Regions from separate parts of the Sus scrofa genome. Here region 1 is linked to region 2. A link is a contact called in public Hi-C data. All regions are on one chromosome and are shown on one strand. Each heading gives the region's core, a stretch centred on a gene start, on an enhancer-like site or on the middle of the called end of the contact. The rest is flanking DNA. Distances are from core to core; before and after follow the strand shown. Region 1 overlaps TRIP4 (activating signal cointegrator 1). Region 2 overlaps OAZ2 (ornithine decarboxylase antizyme 2).

Evidence for each region. A called contact is a pair of places that touch in the nucleus more often than the background predicts.
Region 1: a Hi-C map of omental adipose tissue shows a contact between it and region 2, with 2.1 times the contacts expected there. The contact joins two enhancer-like sites. A contact is called at or near these places in 2 of 5 promoter capture datasets (fetal skeletal muscle and liver), 23 of 47 Hi-C or Micro-C datasets (adipocytes, alveolar macrophages, blood and 12 more) and 2 of 2 datasets of contacts at active chromatin or transcription factors (alveolar macrophages and skeletal muscle).

The regions. Positions count from the first base shown.
Region 1 is chr1:107,611,972-107,616,961 of Sscrofa11.1, forward strand. TRIP4 (activating signal cointegrator 1) reads right to left here. Exons shown (of 12, transcript XM_021093826.1): 10 at 3,593-3,684. Among named protein-coding and RNA genes, the nearest start is that of ZNF609, 31 kb to the left of the region's middle. Within about 2 kb of position 2,865, at least 3 of the 83 cell types and tissues checked have an H3K27ac peak or open chromatin away from gene starts, as enhancers often do. A contact at or near this core is called in omental adipose tissue, where this site is marked.
Region 2 is chr1:107,332,738-107,337,460 of Sscrofa11.1, forward strand. It overlaps OAZ2 (ornithine decarboxylase antizyme 2), which reads left to right. Exons shown (of 5, transcript NM_001301326.1): 2 at 2,798-2,952; 3 at 4,042-4,217. Among named protein-coding and RNA genes, the nearest start is that of OAZ2, 9.9 kb to the left of the region's middle. Within about 2 kb of position 3,199, at least 28 of the 83 cell types and tissues checked have an H3K27ac peak or open chromatin away from gene starts, as enhancers often do. A contact at or near this core is called in omental adipose tissue, where this site is marked.

The DNA.
Region 1 (4,990 bases), core at 1,615-4,114, 280 kb after region 2:
GCCACGATGGGAACTCCAGAGCTATTATTCCTCAAGTCTCAACTCATTCTTGAAAAAATGAGAATAACATTAGTAAAACAGGTACACACAAATTTACATCATAGAACGCTAGCTCAGAGACAGGTAGAATACCAAAGGTGCTCAAGACATTTTCCAAAAGACAGCCAAGTACCGAGGCTACGACCTTTAAACATGGTAAGATCCTTACCAATAAAAATCCCTAAGGAGTGCCCTCTGTGGCTCAGAGGGTTAAGAATCCGACTGCAGAGGCATAAGTTACGATCCCTGGCCTGGTGCAGTGGATTAAAGGATCCAGCGTTGCTGCAACTTCAGCGTAGGTCACAGATACGGCTAAGATTCAATCCCTGGCCTAGGAACTTCCATATACTGCGGGTGCAGCCATAACTTTTTTTTTTTAAATTTACAAATAGGGCTAATATGAATTTTGAATCCATTCGTGTGCTCCTCTCAAACACAGAAAAGAAACAATAGGGAAAAGCCACAGAAAAGCTGACCATTGGGAAAATGAGTATGGGATTGGGTATTTGATGAAGGCTGGTGGCTTCTGGCATTTGGGGATATTCTAATATCATACAAATCAGGGAAATTTATAAAGAGTTGCCAGGACCCCCAGCTGGGAACATATGGGAGGATTCCTACACTTCTATGTGCTTCCCTCAGCATCCCCCAGGTAAAAGAACATACACTCAAGGAGTATCATGCTGATCTGAAAGAGAAGTATCCTTGAGAAACCAAAAAGATGTGTTTCATTAATTAGATTTCCAATTCCCATAAGCCTTGTGGTACACTATGGATCACAATTACAGCCCTCTACCCTTTTCAACACAAATCTGTGGCAAAAAGATTAGCTAACTGCCCAGCAATTGAAATCATTTGACCTTGTATCAGTCAAGTGGTGGTCTGCTTGATTGACAAAAAAGAAAATAAAGTCTCTTGCCAAAACCCACTACCCTCACTGCCAGATGCTCCGGAGTTTCATTTTATTTATTTATTTTTTTGCTTTTTAGGACCACACAATTGGCATATAGAAGCTCCCAGGCTAGCGATCGAATCAGACCTACAGCCACCAGCCTATGCCACACCACAGCAATAACAGATCCCAGCCATGTCTGGGACCTACATCACAGCTCATGGAAACACCAGGTGGATCCTTAACCCACTGAAGGAGGCCAGGGATCGAACCCGCATCCTCATGGATACTAGTCAAGTTCGTTTCCACTGCACCACAACAGGAAGTCCCTGAGTTCTTTTTTTTTTTTTTTTTTTGCTTTTTAGGGCCACAACTCGCTGCATATGGAGGTTCTAAGGCTAGGGGTCAAACTGGAGCTGCAGCTGCTGGCCTACACCACAGCCACAGCAATGCCAGATCCATAACCCACTGAGCGAGATCAGGGATCAAACCCACATCCTCATGGATCCTAGGCGGGTTTGTTAACCTTTAAGCCATGAAGTGAACTCCCTGAGTTTCCTTTTAGAATGCAAATATCCTAAGAAGAAAATATAATACATTAATTATACTAAGCTCTTCATGAGTCTCTAAAACCCTATACAACATAAGGAATTTTTTTTTTTTTTTTTTTTTTTTTGCCTTTTCTAGGGCCACTCCTGCAGCATATGGAGGTTCCCAGGCTAGGGGTCTAATTGGAGCTATAGCCACCGGCCTACACCAGAGCCACAGCAATGCCAGATCCAAGCCGCATCTTCAACCTACACCACAGCTCAAGGCAACGCCGGATCATTAACCCACTGAGCAAGGTCAGGGATCGAACCTGCAACCTCATGGTTCCTAGTCAGATTCATGAACCACTGTGCCACGATGGGAATTCAGATGTAAGGAATTTTTATAATTATTACTTCTAGGCTGAAAAAAAGAAGAATGGAAGAGGAAAGAAGATATTGAAAAAATGCACAAAAGGTCCACAGAAAGAAGAGGCACAAGTGTATGGAAAACAAAGGGCCTCTGCATGGCTATAGTTTTGCCTAACTCTGGATCAGGTATTAAGGAAAGAACAAAAGGGTAGGAGTTAAAATTCATACCAAAAGGCAAACATTGTACTCATATACATGAAGTAATCAGAAAAGGGCTTAGGAGGCAATCCACAAGAAAAAAACAACAAACACAAAACTAGAGGCTAAAACTACCTGCTAAAATCTGTGAGGAAGGGATAGAAAGAATGAGATGAGTGGGAACAGTTTTTGTTTTGTTTTGTTTTTAAGCAGACACTAACAGCACTAATGAAAGGCAAATAAGACTATGGAAAACAAAGAATAGACTGGGAAAACTAAGCTAGGAAGAACATTTTCTTAAGCCCAGTGGTGGAACTCCTACAGCATAAAGTAACTGTACAAAAACACAGGAAAACAAGACTGTTAGGTAAGACACTTCATGCTTCAAGATAGACCTTCCATTGTGGCTTCCTGCTAATATGTGTCCAAATGTTAAGCCTATAAGTTTTTCAGGAGTTCCCATCATGGCTCAGTGGAAGCGAAGCTGACTATCATCCATGAGGATGTGGGTTCGATCCCTAGACGCACTCAGTGGGTCGGGGATCCGGCATTGCCATGAGCTGTGGTGTAGGTTGCAGATGCAGCTCAGATCCTCCATTGCTGTGGCAGTGGAAGGCCAGCAGCTATAGCTCCCATTCAACCCCTAGCCTGGGAATTCCATTCACCATGGGTGCGGCCCTAAAAAAGAAAAACACTCAAGTTTTTCTAATTAAGCTAAAGTCCTTCAGCTCCCTCTGCTGTTCAAATAGGTACTTTAGTTACATCACTTCAATCTTTAGTAATTAAAATAAATAGAAATACATACAAATATGTACATACAGGAGTTCCCGCCGTGACGCAGCAAACCAAATCTGACTAGGAACCATGAGGTTGCAGGTTCAATCCCTGGCCTTGCTCAGTGGGTCAAGGTTCCAGTGTTGCCGTGAGCTGTGGGGTAGGTCACAGACGTGGCTTGGATCTGGTGTTGCTGTGGCTGTGGTGTAGGCCAGTAGCTGAAGCTCCAATTAGACGCCTAGCCTGGAAACTTCCATATGCCGTGGGTGTGGCACTAAAAAAAAAAAAAAAAAAAGGCAAAACAAACAAAAATATGTGCATACAAACATACACCCAAATCCAGGAAATCAGAGTTCAAACATACTTGTCTATCACAAATTCTCTGGCCTGGACCAAATGGTTCAAAATAAGTAATAACAAATTCCTCCATTCCCACTACATAATTAAAATAATCCTAGAAATAATGGAGGATTTCTTTGCCAAAAGCAGCAAACTTTTATTGAAGCATGAGGACTCTACACTTATTAGCTAGATTGTGACAATAGCTTTTTAGGCAGAAATATATATGTACCAGTCCTCTCTCTACTAGGTACAAAGCATCTCTATGTCTTTCTGCTTCTGCCATGGTCTTTTCTCTCCCCAACACCTTCTCCTTAAAAGAGTCTCCTCACCTGTCTAAATTTGGTTTTCCAGCACCTTCCTATCTATAGGATATTCTGAGTTGAAGGATCTACAGATTAGTTATGGTGGCAAACAAAGCAACCATTCAAGAGAAATATTTTTTACTCACCTGATCTTTAAATTGCTTCTGGGACAAGCAGTCAATTAGGTCTACACAGCCCAGAAGACAACCCGATGGATAGTCATTTGGAAATTCCACATCTGAATCAAGAATAATAGAAAGATTACATAAATTTCCTTTTTTTGTGACCCTAGAACTCACAAGTTTGTTTTCAACTCTGAACAAATCACTTTGTCTATTATCTATTTGTAGACAAAAGGAAAACAATGAGGCTTTTTATTTGGTTCAATTGTTTGTATTTTAGAAAAAAATTTACTGCTTAGTCCACTATCCACAACCCACAACTTTATTCCAAAAAAATCAACTCTACTATACTCAACTAGATCAGACTGGATTTTTTTTTTCCTTTTTTTCTTTTTTTTAGGGCTGCACCTATGGCATATCGAAGTTCCCAGGCTAGAGGTCCAATCAGAGCTACAGCTGCCAGCCTACGTCACGGCCACAGCAACACCAGATCTGCCATGCCTGTGACCTACACCACAGCTCACAGCGACGCTGGATTTTTAACCCATTGATCGAGGCCAGGGCTTAAACCAGCATCCTCATGGATACCAGTCAGGTTCGTTATTGCTGAGCCATAACAGGAACTCCCCAGACTGGATTTGGTGGTGATGGGTTTTAGAAACAAGCCAGAGGTGTCAAGAGAAAAATCACAGAAATGTAGTAAAAAACATAAGAATGTCAGAATATGACTTTAAAAGAACCCAGTCATATCAGTCAAAACAGAAATGAATTTTTAAGGAAACATGCACTTTTGATTCCTAAAGCTTGGTTTCTTAACTTTTAAAAGTGATTCTGTAATTATTGTCTCATTTTACCTTCAAAACACCTGTATGGCTGAAAAGGAAGGAAACCAAGATACCCATGGGTCAAAAGTGTTTTTTAGGACCCAAATTGAGTATACTTAAGATGATTCCCAAAACTCACTGCCTAAGGCAACCAACTTTGATCTGTCCAAATTTGATAGGAGATATCTATTTGGGTCACTCCCAGTAAAAAATTCTTATTTGTGGTTGTTCTTTCCAATCTAAAGATCCTAGAATTTATAGTAGTTACTTTATTCTCATAATTTAAAAAGTTGAGAAAATTAAGACCAGTTGGTTGATTTCTGGTGTTAGGAACTAATATGAAAAAAGAAAAAATAAGAAAAGAGGAGTTCCCGTTGTGGTGCAGCAGAAACAAATCCGACTAGGAACCATTAGGTTTCGGGTTCGATCGCTGGCCTTGCTCAGTGGGTTATGATCTGCTGTTGCTGTGAGCTGTGGTGTAGGTCGCAGATGTGGCTCAGATCTGGCACTGCTGTGGCTCTGGCGTAGGCAGGAAGCAACAACTCCAATTAGACGCCTAGCCTGGGAACCTCCATATGCCATAGGTGTGGCCCTAAAA
Region 2 (4,723 bases), core at 1,949-4,448:
TGCCCCTTCATTACTTTAATCACCACATAGGTACCCATATCCCTTCCGTTTTCATGTCAGAGATGACAGCCAGTTTTGTTTTTGTCTTGTTTTCGTTTTTTTTGAAAGAGCGCAATTTGCCATTCACCCGGTGAGTAACTAAAAACAGGTCTATTATGATGGACAATGAAAATAACTATTGATTGTGATCTGCTCTCCACTAAGCTTATCCCAAACCCCAGCTGTTTCTCTTGGGGAAATGGAACTGGTTCCAGGGTGGGGACCTGAAACACCCTTCCACCCCTACTCACACACTTGCTTTCTCTACAGACCTTGTGGGGGAGGAGTTTCCAGGATCCCTGTGTGAGTGGGGAAGTAAGTGATTTGTTAACATGGAATAGACTTCTTAAACATTTTATGTGAAAGAGGAGTGAGATCATGACATGATAAATATCAAGAGCTTGTAGATTAGTGCTGGACACAGCAGGTCCTGGGGATTATTTCTGGATCTAAAAAAAGAGAAAAGCCACCTTTTTCTGATCTTTTCAGTGGGCTGGCCCCATTACTTCTGCCAAAATGAATTCAGAATCAAGATGGTATTTGGAATGCAGGTTAGGGTTTGAATTTAGCTCTCTCATCTACAGACCATTGAGGCATAATTTCTCTGAAAGTGAGTTAGCACCAGAATTCTAGAACTGATGTGGTGCTTATTACCCAGGCAGTTCTCCTGGTGTACAAGGCTGCATCTCACATGTCAACTGCAGAGGTTTGCCCACTCTTTGGGTAGCTCCACTGACCAATACAAACAAGGCAGCTCTCTCCAGCGGCCCAGCCTTCCTGGTGCTCCCGTAGGAACCTCAGCAGAAGCCCGAAGGTGGTAACTAGGGAGTGGGAAGGGGGCCGTCTCATGAGGGATGTTTGTGTGCCTTTGCTTGGGAAACCCCCATCCTTCTTTTTTTCCGGCCTGGTCATTATTATTGTATGCCTTTACACACTGGAAAGGGGTGATTTTAGCAGCTCATTGTTCGAAATAGAAAATAAGTCCTATTCTGAAATAGTAGCATAGTCCTCTGTCATGCCCTTTCTGCTGATAGCTGTAGGTGAGGGGAGATGAGGAAGCCCTGAGGCTTTGCAGAGGAGGCATGAGGTGGTGTAGGTGGTTAACTCCCAGGTGTTGATGCTGCTCTGGGCCCACTGGCACTGCCCTGGGAACTTCATTTTCCAGTGAAATTTCCAAGTGTAATTGCAGGCGTCTATTTGAAATTCTTGAGAGAACAGAAGAGCTGAGCTAGAGCAGTGATGGGTTTGGCCTTAGGTCTCAGCTGGGATGCTTGTCTAGTTCTCTTGGCACTGAGGGGTCTGAGTGAGGTGCGCCTCTAGTTTTTTCATACCATTGCCGTGTTAGGTGTGAGTTCAGTTCTATCGCTCTGAGACTAGGTGAAGAACCCAAATCTGCTACCCCGTGCCATCGAAAGCAAAGGACAGTGTATAGAGTGGTGCCTCACATCATTTTACAGATGGTTTTCAGGGGGACAGAATGGTCTTGATTTATGGCGTTTGCTGGTTTCTGTGGTTTAAATACACCCCCTGTGGCTGATTTAAGTTACCAACATGTATCACTAGTTGCAACTATAGTTGGAGAGAGATTGGGTGAGCTGGCCCCAGCAGCCCATGGCCACACCCTCCCGTGTATGTTCCCCTCTGAGTTCCAGCTGCCCTGTGGCTAGGTGCTGGGGCACTGGGGCCAGGCCTGGTGCTGAGTCATGGTGTTAAATGCACAGACTGGCTTCCTCTTTTCCTTGTTTCACTTGCCCTGGGCCTGTGGAGTGAGCTACAGCTCAGCTTAAAGAGCCAGTAAATTGGATTCATAGAAGGCACGGAGCAGATTTGGAGTCCCATTGGTCCCACCTGAAAAATCATGGTGGTCCAGAAGGGACACACCTGGAGGTGACAGGCGCTCCTTTAGAAGCCCTTCACCCTCTGATCCATTTGATAATTGGCTTCTTTACCCAGGTCCCAGCAGGTGTACCTCCCCTCAGCGACCCCCACGCCTGCAATATACACACACTTGAGTGTCCATTCTGATCACATCACATCAGTATTACCAGAACCCCCACACCCGGGTCAGTTCCAGCAAAGGGTAACTCTGCATTTGGTGGCATGCCAGGGACAAACTCAGATACCATACCACACTGTGTACTGTAGTGTACCTCCTCTCCGGGAGCCAAATCCCTGGATTTGATTCAGTCTTGACCCTAAAGGGATTTGGGTAAGTGACTTCTTGTCTAGTTCCATTGTTCAGATTGAGGAGGCCATCATTGGAAAAGTGGCCTCAGGAGTAGTTCAGGGACACGATACACACTCCATGTGACTTCCTGAGGCCCATATGCCTCTCCAGTCTAAAGTGATTGTGTAGGGTTTGTCACTCTGCCACATGGGTTGTTGAGACACGGTTGGGGTATGAAAAAGAGGGGCCTAGTGGGGGTATGGAGCTGTGGGCCTAGTAGGCAGGCTAGTGTCTGGTTTTTTCCAAGGTCTGTGGGTGGCACAGAGATTTGTTGGCTGTTTGACAGGGGCTCCTCTGGTCAGACCATCCAGCTCAACTCCCCGATCCCTTCTGGGACTCTCCGTGCCTCTGCAGGATGGTGGGTTTCCTGCCCTTTGGGAGAGTCGTTCTAAGAGCTGCAACCCAAAGGCCTGGGGCAGGTGTTGAGGCAGCACTTGCTTAGCGAGAGCCGGGGGCGGGGGGGGGGGGGGTGCCGAGTTAAATGTTTAATTAAGGCTTTGTGTTTACTGTCTCACTTGTCTCTTGCAGTAGTATCTTGCCTTTGAGTAACTGTCCCCAGCTCCAGTGCTGCAGGCACATTGTTCCGGGGCCTCTGTGGTGCTCCTGATGCCCCTCACCCACTGTCGAAGATCCCCGGTGGGCGAGGGGGCGGCAGGGATCCTTCTGTCTCAGCTCTAATATATAAGGTAAGGAGGACTTTGGGGTGGAGGGTTTGGAGCAGCGCCTTCTCTGACACTGCTGGGTGTCTGCTTTCGGGCAGTGGTCACTTTCCTTAATCTTCGGAGTCTCAGGCCAGGCCAGTAAGGAGGACTGGGAAGGACTTGCAGCTGAGGCTGCTGTGAGGCTTTGGGGAGTACAGGGAGGATCCTCAGCACCAAGCAAACACCGTGCCATCCTCTCAGCTTCGGTCAGCACTGAGTGGGAGGGGGAACAGTAAGAGGAGGCTGAGTGGAGGCATGCAGGAGCTCTCGCTGGTGCTACTCCTCCATTCCTCTTGAGAAATACCAAGGGCCAGAAGGAATTTTCCCATTGTCCTCTCGGCATTCTGACTTCTGTCCCTGACCAGACTGGGGGATGGAATAGTCTGGGGTGGGTGGTAAGGAGAGGGATCCTTGCGTCTCACTCCCCCATCACCTTGACTGCCTTTAAATCTTCTGTAAGCCTAGACATTGGCTTAGGTTCTAAGACTCGCATTGAAGGGTAGCAGGGCAGCCGAGTCGTGGGCTCTTGAGACTGTCCTGGTCTTTTGCGCCAGTTTGGGTTGACCTGTGTCCCGGCTGAGCCCTCATGTACACCCTCATTTGTTCCTGAGATTTCTCTTTGAGAGGTGGAAAGGAAAGAGCATAGGGTTTGGAGGGTAAGTATGGGCGTTTAGTCAGGGAGACCCGATTTGAATCTCAGCTCTGCCATTTTCTCACTGTGGAGCCTTGGGTCAGTTGTTTAATTGTTCTGGGCCCCTGGTATCTTGGGTTTAAATCGAGGATACTGATGCCTACCTCAAGTGCTTGCAGTGGTGACTGAAAAATGAAACAATACCTTGCTTGCGCAGTTCTTGGCATGTGGTGGACTCTTGGTAAATACTTCCCTTCCTATCATGCTAGCTTTTAGGCCAATGAATGGCTCCATTTTACCAGCATCTACATTTTCAGCATGCCCTCTATCCCATGCTACCCCGAGGTTGGCCCAAGAGGACTCTCAGCGCCACCCAGCTTAGGGTGCCTCTGATGTGGCCAGAAGCAGTAGTGACCTGGTCCTCTGACCTGATATCCTCCCAGGACGAGAAGCTCACTGTGACCCAGGACCTCCCTGTGAACGATGGAAAACCTCACATCGTCCACTTCCAGTATGAGGTCACCGAGGTGAAGGTCTCTTCCTGGGATGCAGTCCTGTCCAGCCAGAGCCTGTTTGTAGAAATCCCAGATGGATTATTAGCTGATGGGAGCAAAGAAGGGTAAGGAGCACATGTTGGGAAGGGCTGGCAGTCTACTCTAGAGAAAGGTGTATGCTTACTGGGGACAGCAGACGGGTAGGGAGTCTGCCTTCTCCCCTAGCTCTAGGCTGCCCAGGTATATAGGATTCTGTAACAGGTTATTTTTAGCCAGTAAAACAGGCTTGTTATAATGAAAGCAGATCATCATCACATTAACCATATTCCCATCATTGAATCACCGCATGGTTCAGTCTTCCCAGTGGACATCAGACCCTCCTTGAGCCACCATTACAGTGGTGCACTTGGAAGGCGAGGAGCTCAGAGATACAGTGGTATCTCATTGGATTGGGCAAGGCCTTCCAAGCTCCCAGGTGTGTAAGAAACAGTCCTGAGGATGGAGTTCCTTTGAACGGCTCCGCCCTCTTGAGGAAATCCTTTTAGGCAGTATTGGGGCCCAGAGTCCTCTCAGCAGCAGATGTTATCATCACACTTAGCAGCTTTGGAGGACCCCTCAGAAACTGAGTTCT